2 separate regions of the Hordeum vulgare genome follow, and region 1 is linked to region 2. Evidence: chromatin contacts called from public Hi-C data. All regions are on one chromosome and are shown on one strand. Each heading gives the region's core, a stretch centred on a gene start, on an enhancer-like site or on the middle of the called end of the contact. The rest is flanking DNA. Distances are from core to core; before and after follow the strand shown.

Region 1 (5,334 bases), core at 449-2,948, 240 kb before region 2:
CCTTCCTGCGCGGCCCGATTTTTTGAGCGGCCCAAGATTTAGGGTTTCTAAAAATAGCTTTCGTCACTTCAAAATTAGAAACTAGCTAAAACTTAGTGGTCAAGTTTTAGATATTTTTAGTGTTTTCTAAAAAAAAAAAGTAGCTAAATCTTAGTAGTCAAGGTTTTATTGTTTACCGAAAAAAATGGCTAGGTTAATTTGGTATCAATTAAATATATCATAGTATTCCGCCACGACGTCTGTGGTTGCAAATCATATGATGGTACGAAGAAAGTTTACACACTTTTAGTGCATTGATGATTCTCATCTACCCTCCGTTTTTTTTGGGGTGTGTGTGTGTGGGGGGGGGGGGGGGGGGGGGGGGGATAGAAACCATTTGCTCGCCGAGTACAGCAGCCAGAACTTCGGTTGCCTTTTTCTTTAGGACGAAGGCTCAAGGAAAGCCTGACTTTCTAAACAAACTGTCATAAAACTTCGGTGACTTTTTTTCAGAACTTCGGCGACATGTCCCAACCAGCATGCCCATGACTAACTCGTGCCTAACTGCACATGCATTGGCATCCAGTCCAAAATCCAGAAACAGGAAATTGCTTTTCTTCACAAGAATATTCTCGCGCTACGGTACAAGCAGTAGTGGGTACAAGGACAGCATCCAGAATCACTACAGCCCTTTTGCTTTGTTTCTACCTGAACTTCGTTACAAGCTTTTCAAGCATCGGATCCGAAACGAGTCTCATGTCGACGCAGCGAGTTCAGCGACTGGAGAGTCCACCAACCGTACCGATGGTACCACGCCTTAGGCCTTGTTCGGTTGCACTGGGTTTGAGGGGGGTTAAATTGTATTGTAAGGTATTACATCGCCTATAAGTCAAATTCCTTCCCAATCCCCTTCAAACCTCTCCAATCCCCTTGGCGAAGGGATTAAACGAACAAGCCCTTAGGGGGTGCTCACGGAAGAATCCGTTGACGACCTAGCATAGCACATGAAATCTCTTCCTTCAGGTCAATCAGTATTACCGAAGGGAAAAAGAATTATACAATCTGCATCGACTGGCGGGCAATCCATCCCATGACTGACCATGAACAGACCGCTCAGTTCTCACGGGTACAAAGCCACTCAAAACATGGAGGTTGAGCTCCTGCTCCCTCCATCTTGGCTCCTGATTAGTCGAAAAGATAGGATAACAATGTCGTTACCAGACAGCCAGGGTAGTTCCTTTGTCTTGTTGTGTACTCCGTTAGATGACTTTGAGAGCGGCTGTATGATTCAGTGATACGCACTTCTGCAGAAGAAATTCAGACAAAACATGTGTGTTTAGTTCCAGCAGATGTGAACTTCAATTCCTAGTACAGGTATTATATGGAACAGAACAAGGGCTTCCAGAAATGTGATAATCCGCCAGCGATGAGCCTAATGTATGAAGAACGTTTCTCGATAAAAAAATATGTATGGTGTACAAGCACAGGCATGCACTTGAAATTGTATGTCTCCTCAGATGCAGGATGATGCTCAGCTTTAAATTCTCCAATCTTTCAAGTAGTCGTACAGTTTTTTCTCCTAGCGAAGTGTACCGGTACATGCATAAAATACGGAGGAATGGAGAAGGCATGACTTGCATTTCCCAACTTCCGGCTGGAATGAGTAACAGCAAAGATGCCAAGTTCAAAGAGTGTGAGTTTCCCATCTTTAAGGTCTTCTCTTCTTAATGATGAAGATATGATAGCCCTTAGCTTTGACGGTTTGACCTCCCTTGCACTGTTCAGACGACACAATTAGGAGATGATTGCGAATTGACGTGTTCTGTTATATACTCATAAGTTTTACATGAAGACCAAATTGTTGCTTTCATGCCTTCACTCCTTCACATGCCAGTTACATTTTGCTTCCTAGTTCTGAAACAGTCTTCTCTAGTCCCTACATATTATTGGCATAGCACCCCAGCTCGTTCTCAAGGATGCTTTTGACCTATTAGTTTCTGAGCAACATTTCCTTTATTTGATCTGTCAAAAGGAATTAATCTTGGTAATGCTCTCTTCACATCTCTTCTCTTCAAGCTTTCAGTGCTACTGTCAAGACACACGTCACCCCTACTTTTAAAGAATTAAAAATATTTTATCCTTGAAAAATGGGATCACGATGTTCTGCCTTTTGTTCAGACAACTTACTTTTAGCTTTATAAGTTGAAACACCTTCAACAACTTCTGATTTCTTGCACTTTTTGAGAAAATTACGGCAACACAAGGGATATTTTGGTCACTGCCCATGATTTTATACTAGTCTCTCCTTATTAACTGGTAAGGTTAAGGTAGTTGAAGCACAAGCTACCAAGATTAATATTTATAGTACGATACCAATAAAGACACATTGGAGTTTGTTGGGTCTCAGGGAAGCAAAGAGGCTTCATGTCTCATCCAGTGTGCTAATACAGCTTCTCCTCATCGAAAAATGAGGCAACTAGATGCCTAGCATAAACTCCCACGTCTTTGCTTTCTTCCGAACAACCAACACGACCAAGGCGAGCTGCAGCCTTCTCTATCTAACAAACAGATTGTCTGTTTCATTCAAGTTGAGTAGCCCTTCTCCTAAATATGTGTGCTTGAACCAATGATTTTCTCTATTTTAGATCCAAGCTAGTTCAGTTGATCACTTCTAACATGCTACTGTGTCATCTGTTCATCAGCTTTGTCTCTTCCATTTGGTTCCTTTTCCCAAAAAATTGTACTGCTTTAAGATACATCTTTGAGGCTCCTTGGATCCTAACTTTTGTTGTTTCAGATATTGAGTGAAGGCAACAGAGGCCAAAATGATTGCTGAGGGAGGTTATTTTGATGGTTCCAGAGATGCTATTCTCGTGGCAGGATCATTGATTCACAATTCCCTGGACTCTATTTGTGACAATACAGAGATTGAGCAAGGAAATTTTCACAGTCCCTCCTTTTTCATAGATGATATATGCAATCCAACGAATCTTACCTCTGAGCCTGCACGGACAATCAACCATATCCAACACCGGGCTGAATTTGACATGGATCAGGATCTTCACGGCCACATGATACAAGAGACCCAGGTAGAAACTTCAAATTGGGTACCTGCAATGTTCAGTACCCAAAATCATATCATCAGCCAACAGTCAATTCAACAACAAATGGATGACTATGATGCTGCATCATATCCAGATGGTGATCACACAGCTGCACCTGATCTCCTAAATCTTCTACAGATCCCAAGGTACAGTATGACTACTGCATTCCCTTCGACGGAACATATCTTTGGTGATCCAGGGCAGAATGCTGGCAACCAATTGGACATCAACAATGAGATTCTGGGAAGAGCAATTCATGACAGTGGGATGATGCTCGGTGATTCAACTCTACCATTACAATATAATGGTAATCAATCTCACCTGTTCAAGGATCTCTATCATTCACTTCCACAAAGTTTTGGGCTGTTCTCCAGTGATGATGAGAGAGATCGGACGATGGGGGTAGTAGGGGCTGCAGGAAATATTCTCCAAGAGATAGACGGAAGGCAGTTTGGTAGTCCAAAACTGGGAAGAAGTAAGAAAGGTGGCTTTGGCAAGGCAAAAGCTAACTTTGCAACTGAAAAAGAGAGGAGGGAGCAGATAAATGTGAAATATGGGGCTTTAAGATCACTGCTCCCAAGCCCTACGAAGGTTTGTTCAACACATCTTCTCTAATAAAGATTTTAAATGATTCTTCGTTCTCACAGTTACAGATAAATCATTTAAACGGGAAATAATCACATGAATTTCTACAAAATTCACTAACTTTATTGGTTTCCAGATGTGGCACCATTTCAGTATGAAGCCAACAGTGTTTTCTAAGAGTATAGAAAGAACTACTACCACTGGCATCTTAGGAGGTCAAAACAAATCTGAACTTTTTATTTAAAAAACATTATGTTCTCATCACCAGCAAGCTTTTACAAAGTTCCCTAGCTAAAATAGTCCACCTAATATAAGTTCCACATTAGATGACATAAGTTATGTTGGGGAAGTGTATACTGGACCTTTCTGTAGGTGATTACTGGAGTTCTGGGTGAATTTAGTTGATAAATTGATGTGCATAGATCATTAGTATCCAAAGACAACAAATTCGAATGTGATTCTTTAGTTTATGCAGCATAAATACATTTCCATGCTAAAATTTTAGGATCTGACACTTTTTGCTTAACTGAAGATAAGACAGTTGCGAAGCAGAAAAATAATCTTCTATACATGAGATGGGATTTGATTTAACATATCCAGCATTAGAGTTGATATCTGTCATTACCTTATTACCAACCGTACAGATCCTTAAGAGGTATCTTCAGGCTATTTAAGGCAAATAAGAAAAACAGAATAATGAGAAAATCTTTTCAAATTGTGTGCACTTCTTGTATTTCTCATGAATGTGATGTTATGGGTCAATATTTTTCTTTAGAATGATCGAGCCTCTATAGTTGGAGATGCCATTGAATACATCAATGAGCTCAACAGAACATTGAAGGAACTGACGAGCTTGGTGGAAGGCGATACCAAACATAGGATGAAGAGACTTAAGTTGGATGACGCAGCACTTGACTATGGAGAAAGTTCATCGCTGCAGCAAGTGAAGGACGATCAAGACAATCAGCTGAATGGAGCTATAAGGAGCTCATGGATACAGAGGAGGTCCAAGGAATGCCATGTTGATGTCCGCATAGTTGGTAATGAGATCAACATCAAGTTCGCTGAAAAGAAGAAGACTAATTCTTTGCTTTGTGCTGCAAAGGTTATAGATGAGTTTCGTCTTGAACTCATCCATGTTGTTGGGGGGGTCATTGGAGATCAACGTATATTCATGTTCAACACAAAGGTAACAATCAGATTTCTTTATTCAAAGCAACATCTTGATCCTCTTCCCCGTTTCTACTGCATTAACACACATTGGTGGTACCATTCCGCTTGACATCTCTTGCTACTGTGCAGATATCTGAGGGCTCCTCGATCTATGCCAATGCGTTGGCTTCGAAGCTCCTCCGAGCTATGGAGATGGAGCACCTCGCTGTCGATATCTTCAGTTAGCTTGGACACCATGACGGAGACTCACTCGTGCACCGCAATGGCTCATTATGTTAGCATCTACCATTACCAAAGTGTGAGCTTACTAGAAGTAACTAGGCGACCTAGAAAAAGACTATTTTCTGTGAGTGCTGCTGAATTTTATTTTACTTCTCATCACGAACTGTCAATCACACCCGCTGTAATGATCTGATGCTTCTGGTTTAGCATTTTCTGGCACTATCACCCACTTCTATATTCATTTCTACCCCCTTAGATTGTAAAGCAGAAA
Region 2 (5,034 bases), core at 89-2,588:
GAGGAGACTATCTTTTGAAGCACGAGAGGAAGGAGTTCATCGTACTACCGCATATATTACCTTTTGAAGGGTGATGCCTCCTAGATTGGTTAGGTGTCGTTTGGGAGCCTTCTACTTCGTGTTGTGGAGTTGAACCAATAAGTTTGTGAGGGCAAGGAGATCGCCTACTTCGTGAAGATCTATCCCGAGTAAGGCTAGTCCTTCGTGGACGTAAGACATGGTGGAATAGACAAGACTGCTTCTTCATGGACTCTTCGTGGGTGGATCCCTCCATGGACTCGCGCAACCGTTACCCTTCGTGGGTGGAAGTCTCCACTAATGTGGACGTACGATAGCACCACCTATCGGAACCACGCCAAAAATCGCCGAGTCAACCTTTGCATTTGATCTTCCTATCCCTACCCTCTATTTACATGTGCATGACTTTACTTTCCGCTGTTATACTCTTAGACTTGCATGTGTAGGGTGTGCTTGATTTACAGCAATTGCTAAACCTTACCCACAACTAAAATTGAGGAAAAACTAAGTTTTTATTTGGTCAAGTAGTCTAATATACCCTAGACATACTTCGGATCCCACAACCATGTCCTCACCTCCATCACGCAGAGTCGTGCTCCTCGCCACTGTCGACCAAACCTGCTCGTTACGGAGACCTTGCCGGAGGTGACATCCTATGCAACATCACGTGGAGAAATGTGAAGGACCCGGCCATCAAATGCCCTACACCTTGCGCCGCCCTGGAAATAATGTCCTCCTCCTCATCATCATCATGGCATCCGACGTTCCCAACAACGACTGCCTTGTGCTCCTTCAGTCGATGGTGATGACAGTGAGGACGTCCCATCCACGACCAACGCCGTCGACTAGCCTAATTCCGACAAAAAAGAAGAGGACATGGAGCGTCACCATGGCTTGGGTCCCACGAGGGCCACACCCCATATCCTACCCCCCTTCCTGTGCACAACTTAACTTTCCGGGGCTCAAGGCTGATGAGCTTACCGGACATGCAAAAACAAGATGTGGAATACGGACGCTGTCGCTGCGGACGATCATTTAGACTATAGGTTAAAAAAGTCTCGCCCACTTTTATTAGTTGAAATATGTTGAAAATATAAAGATTTTGATCTGGGTTATATGGAAATTATCCGATTTACATAAAAATTACTATCTGATTTGAATGTTTACATGGAAAATATCTGATTCATATTCAAATCACGTTTGAAACATATACGGACACGGTTGAATGACCCATAGATACCTCCTCGCGCGCTGGCGCCGCTCCTGGTTTCCGTGCCCGGGCTCGACTCGACCAGCCAGGCCAGCGCGTCGGTTGCCGTCTCTTTTCCCTTCCACATTTCCCCCCCTCCACGCGGTCCAGACCAGCCAAGAACAACAAACCGCTCCAAAAGAAAAGAGAAAAGAACACCTTTCTATTTCCCACTTTCTTTAATTTTTTTTCCTTCTAGAACGAGGAGCGAGAAGAAACACATTCCGGAGCCGCGCCGGAGCCGTCCGCCGTGCCGGCCTCGAGCCAGCGCACCGCCAAGGCCCCACCCCGCCGAGGGTGGAGGAGAGAAGAGGAGAGGGAGGGCGACGGCGACGGCGACGAGGAGGCGGCTCCAGGAGCCCCGCGGGATAAGCTTCTAGAAGCTGCCGGAGGCGGGGCGGGGGCGAGCGCAGCGCGATCTCGGCCGAACCTGCCGCGCTGAGGAGGCGCCGGGGAGGGCGCCTCCCGGATGCCGGCGCCCTCCGTGACTTGAATGGAAGGCAGATCTCGAGGGCGAGGGAAGCTTCTAGAAGCGGGCTGAGGAGGCGCGGTTAGTTCGTTAGGGTTTGGCCTGGCGGTGGGAGGCGGGGCGGGATGGGGGGAGGCTCCGAGGGAGGAGGAGACGCGGACGAGGCCTGCTGCAGCGTCGGGGACACCTCGCCGGGGACCATCGTGTGGGTGCGCCGGAGGAACGGCTCCTGGTGGCCCGGCAGGATCCTGGGCCAAGACGAGCTGCCGCCGTCGCAGATCATGTCCCCAAGGTCCGGCACGCCGGTCAAGCTTCTCGGCCGCGAGGACGCCAGCGTGTAAGTTTCCACTCTCCTGCCTTTTTGGTTTTCTTCTCAAGAAGAAGAAGACGCCCTGTTAAGTTCGATTACCAGTTGTTTCTGATGCTGCATTTAGGACGCTGAGTTTGGAACTTTGATGGAAGAAACAATGCCTAGGCAGAGTCTAACTGCTATCATTAAGAGTAGCATTTGTCCATGAAATCAGCTAGTTGAATCCTAAATCATGCTATAACCCCAATCAAGTTTTGTTCGAGGAGCCTGGGAGGTGGCTCCGCCTCTGATTGTACCCGGAAATCTGTTTTTTCATGCTCGCTGTTAAGCTCGGTACCAGCTTATTTGCTGTCTGTGCATGCATTTTGAGATGAAATTTTGATCTGTTCACATGATACATTAGGCCATTTCCAACGCCCGGCGCTAGGAGAGGGTGCCAGGGAACATTTCCCAGCCGATCGGCGGTTGCGTCATCAATTCCTAGCGTTTGATGCGGCATCGGCGCAAAATCTTGCCACGAGCTCTGTGCGATCTTTTCCGCATGAGAAAAGACAAGAACCGCTATGTCTAATCGTGTTTTTTGTGTGAATATATTTCTAATCAAAGTTAAAAAGAGCGCTAGGCATTAATTGTACGTTTTGCCAGCGCCTTGTGTTCTTCTGACCAAAGCGCATGCTTAAGCGCAATTATGTGCACATTAAGTGCAATTAAGTGCTAGACGTTTTGCTATCGCCTAGAACCTAGGCACGCCTTTTTGAACTAGTATGTTTCTAATCATGGATAGGGGCAGTGGTTTGCGCCTTAGCACTGGAAGAGAGACACTTGTATTTATCTTTTCCTGTTTAAGCGCCAACGATTGTAGATTCCCTTACAGAGTTGTTGCATATTCAAACCATTAAATTGTTCTTTTTTGGGGAACTTGCACGGCGGTTTGCACCTTAGCACTGGAAGAGAGACACTTGTATTTTTCTTTTCCTGTTTAAGCGCCAACGATTGTAGATTCCCTTACAGAGTTGTTGCATATTCAAACCATTAAATTGTTCTTTTTTGGGGAACTTGCACGGCTGTTTTTAATTGTATCCTGTGGTTAGGTATTTAGTGAAAAATATTTGTTTTATGAAGGGCGAAGGCTGAATGAACACAAAAAAAAGGTTTAAAATGCTGTGATGTCAATTTGTTGCACCCCTTATTTTCTGAAGCGCCTGAATTATCTTTGATTATGTATTATACGGTTCTTAAGTTGTTTCTATGTTTGGTTCCTTGATTTTGTTTGTAGGAAACAATCAATTGATATTATTTTTCGCGTATCTCACAGAAAACGGTAGTTTTGTCGAAACCAAACAGGAGGGAGGGAAACTTACTAATCTTCTGCTCAAGTGAAATAGTACATTTAATATTTTGCCAGTTACTCTTAAGCATATTTCTTGAGAAGTCGCGAAGTAGTTATCTTGCTAATCTGTATTCTGAATAGCAGCCACATATTTATTACAATTTGAGCTCAGCTTCCAGTTGTATTTCGTTGGGACTGTTTTTTCAGGAATTAATAGGCTTTATATTGTATGTTCTTTCCCCATGTACTCAACTAGTGTAAATTTGTCTTTCCAAATCTTCAAAGTATCTAAGTTATGGCAAATTCTTCATTTTGTATAAACTTCCCATCCTCTTATTTTTTCACAGTGACTGGTACAACCTTGAGAAATCAAAGCGGGTTAAAGCGTTTAGGTGTGGGGAGTTCGATGCCTGCATTGAGAGGGCAGAGGCTACTCAAGGGACTGTTTCAAAGAAAAGAGAGAAATATGCACGGAGAGAAGATGCTATTCTTCATGCCCTTGAATTGGAGAGGAAACTGCATCAGACTCAAGGTTTCAGACCTGCCTACTTTTCTGGTACACCCTCTTTAGATTGACAACGTTAAATAACCTTTTTTCATGCTTTAGTTACTTAAATGGGATGTATGGATACGATAACCTAGCTGACATGAAATGCAGCTTGCACGAAACATCGCAAAGACCTTGGAAGCACTCGCTACAAGAGCAAAAAGAGGAAAAGAAAAGATGTATCTGCTCTTCCTGCAAAAAAAGAAGCCAATCAGTATTTTCTCCATGCCGGTTCGAAGATAAACTTTTCAGAGTTGCAGGACACCTCAGAGAATCTCATCAGTAACCACATTGGGGACTTATCCCATGTGAGACATATTCAGGGAGGAGCAAGTTTAGAGAGCAAGGAGAATTGTACAATTGTGAAAAAGAATAGATCGGATGGAAGCGATTTCGCTGAATCTATTGAAAAATGTGACAGACACCGACCACTTGTTCAAGTCTTTCAGAGCAGTGCAAAATTGACGCAGCACTCGCCGCACAATGATGATTATGGGGCTATCTTAATTGGGGGAGATAAAGATCCGTCACCTGCCACCTATCGGGCTAAAAGAAGTAGATATGCATACCTGCCTAGTGATTCTGGTGAAACTCATAGCTATAGTGATTTACCTTCTGCTCAAATGGTTTCTACCGGAGCCGATTTTGACACCGAAAGTTATCTTCAGCATCCAGATTATTCTTCTGAGGAACATACATCTTCAGACTTTGTTGAGAAACATGTATCTGAGTCTTCAGAGAGGGAATGCTCAGAAAGTGAAACAGAAGATGACGCAGAGCTTTTGCAAAGTACGTGTCTTATTAACTTCCCTCTTTTCGTTGTTAAGTAATAAGCAGTAGGGCTGTATGTGAAATCACATTGCCAAATATGGTAACAGATAATTTTGCACCACTCAGCGTACATGCTATCAACATTTTATAGTTATATAGTATTAAAGTATCCAAATCAAATTTGACAAAGGAAAACATGTATTTCCTGACTGCACATTACCCACCTGAACAATAAAACCAGACAAATATAATCACCGACTTTCAAACCCAGGTAAAATACCCCCGGCTGACTATTTTAAAGTGTTTTTTGACCATTTCAATATGGTTTTAGGCAACATGA

Evidence for each region. Hi-C and Micro-C count contacts between places; a contact is called where the count stands out from the background.
Region 1: a contact with region 2 is called in a Hi-C map of leaf, with 5 times the contacts expected there. The contact joins the promoter of LOC123404156 here to the promoter of LOC123401314 in region 2. A contact is called at or near these places in 5 of 6 Hi-C or Micro-C datasets (leaf, seedling and an unstated tissue) and 1 of 1 datasets of contacts at active chromatin or transcription factors (embryo).

The regions. Positions count from the first base shown.
Region 1 is chr6H:458,399,563-458,404,896 of MorexV3_pseudomolecules_assembly, reverse strand. It overlaps LOC123404156 (transcription factor EAT1-like), which reads left to right and starts at 1,698. Exons shown (of 3, transcript XM_045098074.1): 1 at 1,698-3,674; 2 at 4,444-4,857; 3 at 4,971-5,334. The coding sequence starts at 2,805. The coding sequence ends at 5,066. LOC123404157 (a long non-coding RNA gene) reads right to left here. Exons shown (of 5, transcript XR_006611672.1): 3 at 3,199-3,291; 4 at 2,975-3,090; 5 at 570-1,283.
Region 2 is chr6H:458,155,069-458,160,102 of MorexV3_pseudomolecules_assembly, reverse strand. LOC123401314 reads left to right here and starts at 1,338. Exons shown (of 4, transcript XM_045095094.1): 1 at 1,338-2,073; 2 at 3,724-3,932; 3 at 4,035-4,712. The coding sequence starts at 1,862.